2 separate regions of the Mus musculus genome follow, and region 1 is linked to region 2. The links are chromatin contacts, called in public Hi-C maps. All regions are on one chromosome and are shown on one strand. Each heading gives the region's core, a stretch centred on a gene start, on an enhancer-like site or on the middle of the called end of the contact. The rest is flanking DNA. Distances are from core to core; before and after follow the strand shown. Region 1 holds the start of P2ry1 (purinergic receptor P2Y, G-protein coupled 1). Region 2 has its middle 61 kb from the start of P2ry1.

What was found. Hi-C and Micro-C count contacts between places; a contact is called where the count stands out from the background.
Region 1: a contact with region 2 is called in a Hi-C map of liver, with 4 times the contacts expected there. The contact joins the promoter of P2ry1 here to the enhancer-like site in region 2. A contact is called at or near these places in 3 of 39 promoter capture datasets (embryonic stem cells and liver), 6 of 484 Hi-C or Micro-C datasets (liver and peritoneal macrophages), 3 of 115 datasets of contacts at active chromatin or transcription factors (embryonic stem cells and pancreatic cancer cells) and 2 of 9 other capture datasets (liver and pancreatic islet).

The regions. Positions count from the first base shown.
Region 1 is chr3:61,000,494-61,004,584 of GRCm38.p6, reverse strand. It overlaps P2ry1 (purinergic receptor P2Y, G-protein coupled 1), which reads right to left and starts at 1,800. Exons shown (of 2, transcript NM_008772.5): 1 at 1-1,800. The coding sequence starts at 1,143. The coding sequence ends at 22.
Region 2 is chr3:60,939,446-60,943,672 of GRCm38.p6, reverse strand. No RefSeq gene overlaps it. Among named protein-coding and RNA genes, the nearest start is that of P2ry1, 61 kb to the left of the region's middle. Within about 2 kb of position 2,097, at least 2 of the 459 cell types and tissues checked have an H3K27ac peak or open chromatin away from gene starts, as enhancers often do. A contact at or near this core is called in liver, where this site is marked.

The DNA of each region.
Region 1 (4,091 bases), core at 551-3,050, 61 kb before region 2:
AGGAGCTAGGATCTCGTGCCTTCACAAACTCGTGTCTCCATTCTGCTTGAACTCAGATAAAATATTGAGAGTCATTTCTTCACTCTTGGATTGTAAATTGGCCTCACTCCTCCTGGAAGCTTTCCTGGTGGCTCGGGACAGTCTCCTTCTGAATGTATCTCCAGCCAAGAAATAAAGAATGGGGTCCACACAGCTGTTGAGACTTGCTAGACCTCTTGTTACCTGATAAGTGGCATAAACCCTGTCGTTGAAATCACACATTTCTGGGGTCTGGAAATCCAACCGTGCTCGCAAATTCATCGTTTTCATCACATGGAAAGGGATATAAGACACAGCAAACACCGTCAGGACAATTATCACCAGGTAAATGGATTTCCTCCGGAGCGGAGAGTTGTCCAGGTCATTGTAAATCAAAGCTTTAACAATTAATCCATAACAGCCCAAGATCAGCACCAAAGGGATGCAGAACATGGCCACAGTCGTGCACATACTGTAGATGAAATAACTTCGCAGGTAATCATTGGACGTGGTGTCATAGCAGGTGACAGTTTTGTTTTTCCGAGTCCCAGTGCCAGAGTAGAAGAGAATAGGGGAGATGGCCACCACCACAATGAGCCACACCAGCACGCTGACATAAATGGCATTCTTCTTCTTGAGCCTGCCCAGAGACTTGAGAGGGTACACCACGCCACTGTACCTGTGTGCGCTGATGCAGGTGAGGAACAAGATGCTACCGTAGAGATTTACGTGGAAGATGAATCTCTGCAGCTTGCACATAGCATCCCCGAAGATCCAGTCAGTCTTGTTGAAGTAGTAGAAGATGAGGGCTGGTAGGGTGAGCACGTATAAAAAGTCAGCCAGAGCCAAATTGAACATGTACACGGAGATGCCGCTCCAAGGCTTCATGTGGAAAACGAACATCCAGATAGCCACGCTGTTGCCTAGGAAGCCTATGATGAACACTAAAATGTAGACAGCCGGCAGGTAGTAGAACTGGAAACCGGTCTTGGTCAGGGCACATTGGAATGAAGAGGAAACTGCTGCAGTTGAGGCGACAGTACTGTTTCCCCAAAGCGAGCCCAGGCCCGCCAGAAAGGCAGCATCCGTCCCGTTGGGGACAACCGACCAAGGCACCTCGGTCATCCTCTTCTTTCCAACTCAGGCAGCTACTAGAAAGGGCAGACCGCGGCGAGCGGGCAGCAGCGGCGAGAGACTCAGCGCGCATCGGAGGCGCAGGCCAGGGACCGCGCGCGGGAGTTCCCCACGGGTCGGAGCGCGCAGGGGCTCGCCCACGCCGGCTCTGGCCGCGCTTTTGTCGCGGGCCATGAAATTCGCCCGGAGCTGCGACCGATCTAAGCTGAAGGACGTGCGGGCAACTTCCCGGTCCAGCTGGCGGCGCGGAGGTTACACAACAGGACGCGCAGGGCACCTCCACCAAGTTTGCAAGTGCGCTCCCGCGCAGGGCGACTGATAGGCGCTGCTCAGAGCGCCTGGGGCGCGGCGGGTCAAGTCCAAGTAGTTCGGCTGTTCCCAGCGGCCCGAAGGCGCAGGCCAACCACCTCCTCTCTGATCAACTTTGCCTGGCCATCTGCCTACTCCCTACCTTGCAACCCGGGACCTTCACCAGGGACGCCGCGACTCTTCTTCCGGCCACATTCTGAGCCCGCGCTCAACCTTGGAGGTCTTTTGGAGAGCGCGTGGCCTCGGACCCTGGCGTACTACCTACCCTGTACCCCGCTCACAGTCCATGAAGGCTGCAGCTCGTCTCCGCGCTCGGCTGGGTCTCGAGTGCAGGGGGCAGGAGAGAAAGCCAGGCTCCCAGCGGGGTGGGCGGAGCCTAGGAGCCCGGGCGAGTCTGTGCTCCGCGGGGAGGCAAGGGGCGTGTCTCCGCCGTGCAAGCTCCGGGCCGCCGGCTCAGGGCTGGGCGCCCAGGGCGGGAGGTGGCCTCTGGAAGCAGAGATCGCGGTGCCCCTGCACGCCTGGCAAGGCCGCCACCACTCGAATCAGTGGTCAGAACAAAAGGTGCTCTAGGGCAGCGGTGGCTTCTGGCCAGCGTATGGCTGGAGGGGTTTCCTCGGTCCTCCACCAGCTAGCTCTGTAAAGTGAAGTTGCTGACACGCTGAAAACCTTCTGGACGCTGGCAGCGTTGTGTCTAAAGCTTTGAGCTGAGCAGTCTGAGACAGACATCTCCGGAGCCTCCCCGGAACTCGCAAGGTGTTTGCAGGCTCCAGACAACCAGCGGTTTGCAGGTGGGCACGCCCTGGCCCTGCACAGCGCCTTGCTTTGCCCAACGCGTGTAGGAACCTGCTGATCCCAGAGGGTGCCAGCTCTGAATGAGTGAGGGTGGTAAGCGGCATGGGCAAGTCGCTTTCTGCCCTTCATGTCTGTTTGTTTTTATTGTTGTTTGCTTTATCCAAATACTATTTTTTGCACTACTTAGAAAAATGCTAATACACCGGCATCACTGGTAACATTATTGTGAGAATGTACATAAGAACCTGGTCTAACTGCTTAGTTAACGCAGCACACATCATCAGTCCAACTTGACTGCTAACACTTGCTGGAAAGAACAAGCGCCCTCCCTCCAACCTCCAGTTACCATTTACATACATTTAAATAATAGAGACTACAGTGAAAATGATTCTGAATCAAGCTGAATATTAAACACAGCTTTATAAAGAAAGAGGGTTCATTTGTTGAGGGATAACTTTACAGTTTGGCTTTATTGTGAATCTTATTTCTTAAAATGCCTGTTCCTCTAGTAGATACCTTTCAAATTTAGACAGAGACCAATGTAATTATTTTATTTTTTGTAAATCTTAGTCTAGGGTTCCAAATGCATAAAAAATGTGGGCAATATATAAAAAAAAAGTGTTTAATTGTAAACTAAATGGATTGTTTCCTACCTGAAGACATGATTAAACAGACCCACCCAAGAATGGAACCAAGCCCTTCTTGACAATCTACTGATTAATGTATTTTATGTGCCATATTAACAAATACATTTTTTCTTGTAAAAAAAAAGTACGAGGATAGAATACCTTCGATTATATTCTATAGCCATTTCATTCTAGTTTCATATATTAAATGACTTTGTTCCCTTAAAAACACTCAAGGAGTTGGTGATCTGTCTCAGCCACTAAAGGCATTAGGCACTTACCGCCAAGCCTGAGGACTTGAGCTTGATCCCATTACTTACATGGTGGAAGGAAAGAACTGACTCCCACTTTCCTGATACCTGTGCACCCATATTGTGTCACTGTGGCACATGAGCATATGTGCATGTACACACACACACGCACACACACACACACACACACACACACACACACACAGAGAGAGAGAGAGAGAGAGAGAGAGAGAGAGGCAGAGAGAGAGAGAGAGAGAGGAGACACAGACACGGAGACACAGAGACACAGAGCCTGATACAGAGACAGAGACACACAGAGAAACTAAACGTACAGGAAAAACAAACAAACAATGGAAAAAAACCTTAGAGGAAAATCATGAGCCCCTTGCTCAGACACTGGGAAGGAAATTACTCCCCACCACCCAGCAGATCCTTATGGGAACAGAGACAGAATGAGCACACTGGTACTGTGAGTCGTGGTTGTACCCAAGAACACAGTGATGATAAAGGAGACCAAGCCCAAGTGCAAAGGTGCTGCAGTTGCGAAATGGCCCTGTTACCTTCCTGTTAACGTCCCCAGTCTTCATACCTGATGATTTTGTAATTCTAACCTTAACAGATATTCTTCTATTGTTTGATTGACAGGTTAAAGTATTTCAAGGGTATTCAGGAGGTTTGGCTCCTCACTCCTCTGCATTTTTAATTTCATGCAATCTAAACAATATACAACCTCCCTCAGAAGTCTGTAGCAAATGCATTAGCTCATCCTGTGAGTGTTTTGAAATCTACCTTTCGTCCAAATAGTGCTAAGTACTTTCAGACAGCCTACTAGAAATTTGGGGAACTGATATAATTAACCAAACTGTATCATAGCCATTTTATATTTGGGTTTTAAAAAGAGTGATTATTTTAAAAGTGATTTTTATCATATTTAACTGTGTGTTCACTCTATACTTAAGTT
Region 2 (4,227 bases), core at 848-3,347:
TTCCTAGCTTCTTAATTATTCCACATGAAATAAATTAAAATGTTCTTCTGAAATAAAGATGAATTCTAGAATCAAAATCTAGGACAAGAGAGAAGTGAATGGGTTCAATTCAATGGCTATCTTCCATTATGCTGTCTTGTCTTTCTATAACTGAAGGAAAAAGGACCGCAAATAGATATGGTTGGATTCATATAGCAAGCTAAGAAGTGGACAACAGGTCAGGAGAAGCTTAGACAAAGAAAAGAGTACAGATTTCCTAACCTAGAATGTTGTAGGATCCTGGCAAGCAGTTACTAAAAGATGCTCCTATATAAGATGCAGAGTATAATTAGAGATCATTCTAGAAATATGCAGAGAGACCAGATTCTAATGGTTCAGATTTAAGCAGCATAGAAATTATTGGAAGGATATTATCAGCTAAAAAAAATGTATGAACTAAAACACCGTCAAATCAAGCAATGCCATTAGGAAGATTCAGGCACTAAGCAATAGATTCTTCATGTTATTCAGTGTTCCCTTTTACATGTAATTCTTCAATGTGTAATTTCTAAATAACCTCTGATACTTTATGATTTCTTCAACATTAAAAGTGGTAAAGACGAATATCTAGATAGCAGGTTATATACCCATTTCATATCTGCCATCAGAAAAGACATGTATTGTCTAAGAAGATACATCCAAACCCCTCTTTGACTCAGGTTACGTAAGGCTTAAGCACAATGAGAAGAATTCAAATGTTAATATGTCCATTACAGGAGTGGAAAGTATCAATCTGTGTTATTGAAACCTAAGGTTCCCTGAACAATAGGAATTAGTGACATAGATCAACTAAAAGTCCATCAATAGGCAGAAGCTAACAAGTATGTAAGAAAGGGTAGTGGCTATACTTAGGCAAGATCATAGTTTTACTTAGCCATGGTACTAGTGAATTAGCTCTAACCTCCTTTGACATAAAGCAAACACAAAGAGAATAAAAGTTGAGTGCTCATAGAAATATTATTACATTTGCCTAGGAAATTATTTAGTTCCTTAATTTCAGTTACCTCATCACATGCCAGTGCAAACAATTTATGTGGAACTAAAAGCCTAGAAAATCAGGTATTAATCGAATTTGGTTTGTTTTGTCCCATATTGATAGAGTACTTCAGAGTGAGTGTGTTCTCTCTGACTGATAAGTATGGATGGCTCATACCAGAAACTTAGATGTGAGAAGCACTAGTCATTTTTAGAATATTAAATAAAGGGCATGATGAAATAATAACTGAGGGGTGTGAGAAGGGAGTTCAGCCTATTAAGTGCTTCCCTTGCAAGCATTAGGTCCTGGATTTGGGTCTCAGATCCCACACCAAAACAAAAGAGTGTAGAAGAGGTTTGCCTCTATGATCCTAGAAATGAGGCGATAGAGACAGGCCAGTTCCTGGCATTCACTGGCCAGCCAATCTAGCATGCTTGGTGAGAAAGTCTGTGTCATTCCATATTTGTATTATGTAAGAAATATTACTCACTATCTACATCCTGACCTTCTTTGCCTTTATTTTATTCTTTCTCTTCTTTTCTTCTTTCATTCCTTTCTTCTTTTTTCCCACTTTCCCCTTGCCTTTTCTTCCTTGGCAATTCTAGAGAGCACATCTCTAAAGAGCACACAATAAAGTAAGCTCTGGTCTCCATGATATTATATTTCTTTCTCCTGATTTCAAACACTCTCCAAGTTTTGAGAAAACACCTTTTGTTTCTGCTGTTGTAGATGCAAACAGTGCTACTGGCCAACTGGGTGCATTGGGGTGTTTGTTTGTTTTTGTTTTTTATTTTTATTTTCAAAAGCAAAAGGTTTATTTTCTAGCACGATGGAGTCAACACTCAATTAGTCTCTCAATGCAAGTGAACCCAAATGGTTATTACAAGCAGTTTTTATACTTTTTAGGGGCACAGGTTACATCAGCAAGGTTACAGTTCAACCTTATTTGCTAAGCATATTGACCTTTAAATCTATTGGCTAGCAATTATGACACTCATTTGAACTTTACCTGGAACTTTCCAGAGGGTCAGGTAACTATCAGTCAGTACATTCTGAGAAATTTTTGATCAAGAGTGTTCCTGTGGCTGGGGAATGGGACGTGGCCTAGCCTTGATCCCAGGTGGGAGGAAGAAGCTGTAAGGAGAGTGCAGGACTGGAAAAAGCCCCTAGGGTCCCTCATTTCCCCCTCCCTTTTCCTTGTACAATCTCCAATTCTGGAGCTATACTCAGGGCAACTAACTTGGGTAACTAACTCATATCCTGCAGGTCCTGTCCTCAAGGTCTAATATTGTTGGCGCAGGACCATCAGTTGCACTGCTCCTATTCTCTTTTTAATAAAGCTTGTTCAATATGCAGGGTTCAAAGGTCAACAACAGCAGAACAATTAGGGGCCCTAACAAGGTGAATATGAGGGTGGTTAACCAAGGGAAGGAGTTAAACTGAGAGTCTGAACCAGTCCTGAATCTGTTCTCTTTCTTTCTTCTTCTTGGCTATCCCTTCTCTCATTTTGGCCATTGAATCTTTAACTACCCACAAAATGGTCTCCAGTGTGTGCTTCCTGATGTTTTACACCACCAGGTAGCAGAGAAAAAGTGGTTTTCCCCCTCTCTACGTCACTGATGGGCCTACTGCTGGCTTCTCCCGTCTGGGTACACACAGATATGGGGACTCCTCACAAGACATTGCTCAACTTCCGGTGTCCTCACTCTAAGCCCCACCCTCTAAGGCTGCTTCTGGGACATGGTTTAGACTTACAAGTTGCTCATCCCCAATATTCAGGTAATTCCTCCCTGTGTCTCTAGGGGAGAGATATTCCAGGAGTCAAGGCCCACCACTGACTTACAGAGATCAAACATAGGTTTGGGCCACCAGATATAAGGCAGGTATTCCTCATAGTGGATTAAGCTACATCCCCAGTACTTACAAAGTCACTTTGGTAGGATTGTAGGGGTTACTGAGGCTCAGTGCCAGAAGGAAGATACACCATAGTTTTCTCATGGTTTTTCTGGCCTTGCAGAAGGGTACGTGATCTTGAGCTTGAGGGAGTTGCTTGGTGTCTGGCTGCTATCCATTTGGCTTCAGGTGAAGGTGCTGGTCTGATATGAGTTACATGCACCCCAGCAGTCACTCCATCCACTTCAGCGGAGGTCAGCGTGGTCAACAACACCAGGAATGGCCCTTTCCACTTTGCTACCAAGTTTTCAGCATGATGCTTCTTCACATATACCCAATCTCCAACTTGGTACTCATTTGGAACTTCTGGGATATCTGTGTTATACAGGGCACTAAATTTAGGCCACAGTTCCTGGTGGGTGATCTGAAAATCTTGCAATCAAGACATAAGATCCTTGTTAGCCTGAAAAGTCACTCTTGGGATGGGGGGACAAGAGCTGGGGTCAAGGTAGTGGGGGGTCCCATACATGATCTCAAAAGGGGTCATGTTAAAATGGTAGGGAGTGTTCTGGGTTCCCAATAGGGCCAGAGGAAGGAACACAATCCAGTCAGCACCAGTCTCCTAGGACAATAGAGTTAAGAAATCTTTTAGGGTTCTGTTCATTCTCTTTACCTGCCGTGATCTCTGGGGATGGTACACACAATGGAGCCTCCAATTAGTTCCCAATATCCCTGCCAATTCCTGACTTACCTTAGAAACAAAAGCAGGATTGCTGTTCCATCCAATTACCTTGAACAATCCAAACCTGGGGAAAGTTTCCTCCAATATCTTCTTGGCTACCACAGCAGCTGTTTCCTGCTTGGTGGAGAAAGCCTCAACCCACTCAGAGAAAGTATCCACAGACACTAGAAGGTATCTGTAACCATATTTTCCTGGCATAACTTCTGTAAAATTGACCTCCCAATATACTCCAGGGTGTTCTCCACTAGGTCTTTTGCCCTGTTTACTTTTGGCTGCATAAGCATTCACTTGCTGGCATACCTTACACTGTTCTGCTATCTCTTGGGCCCAAAGCCTGAGGTGCACTATATATACTTTAGATCTCTTAGCTGCTTGGACAAGCTTTTTAATCCCCTAAATGAGTCTATCTGTGCATTTGGCCTAGTAAGTCTTTTGCTTGCTTTCTGGGGAGCATAGTTCTCCATTCTTGTGTGCATCATTGTCCTTCCTTTTCTAGGTAATATTTGGTAGGGTGGCTAGCAACCTGAATCCTTTCTTTTTCTGTATATTCTAAGTGAGGCCATCCTTAGTCCAGCCC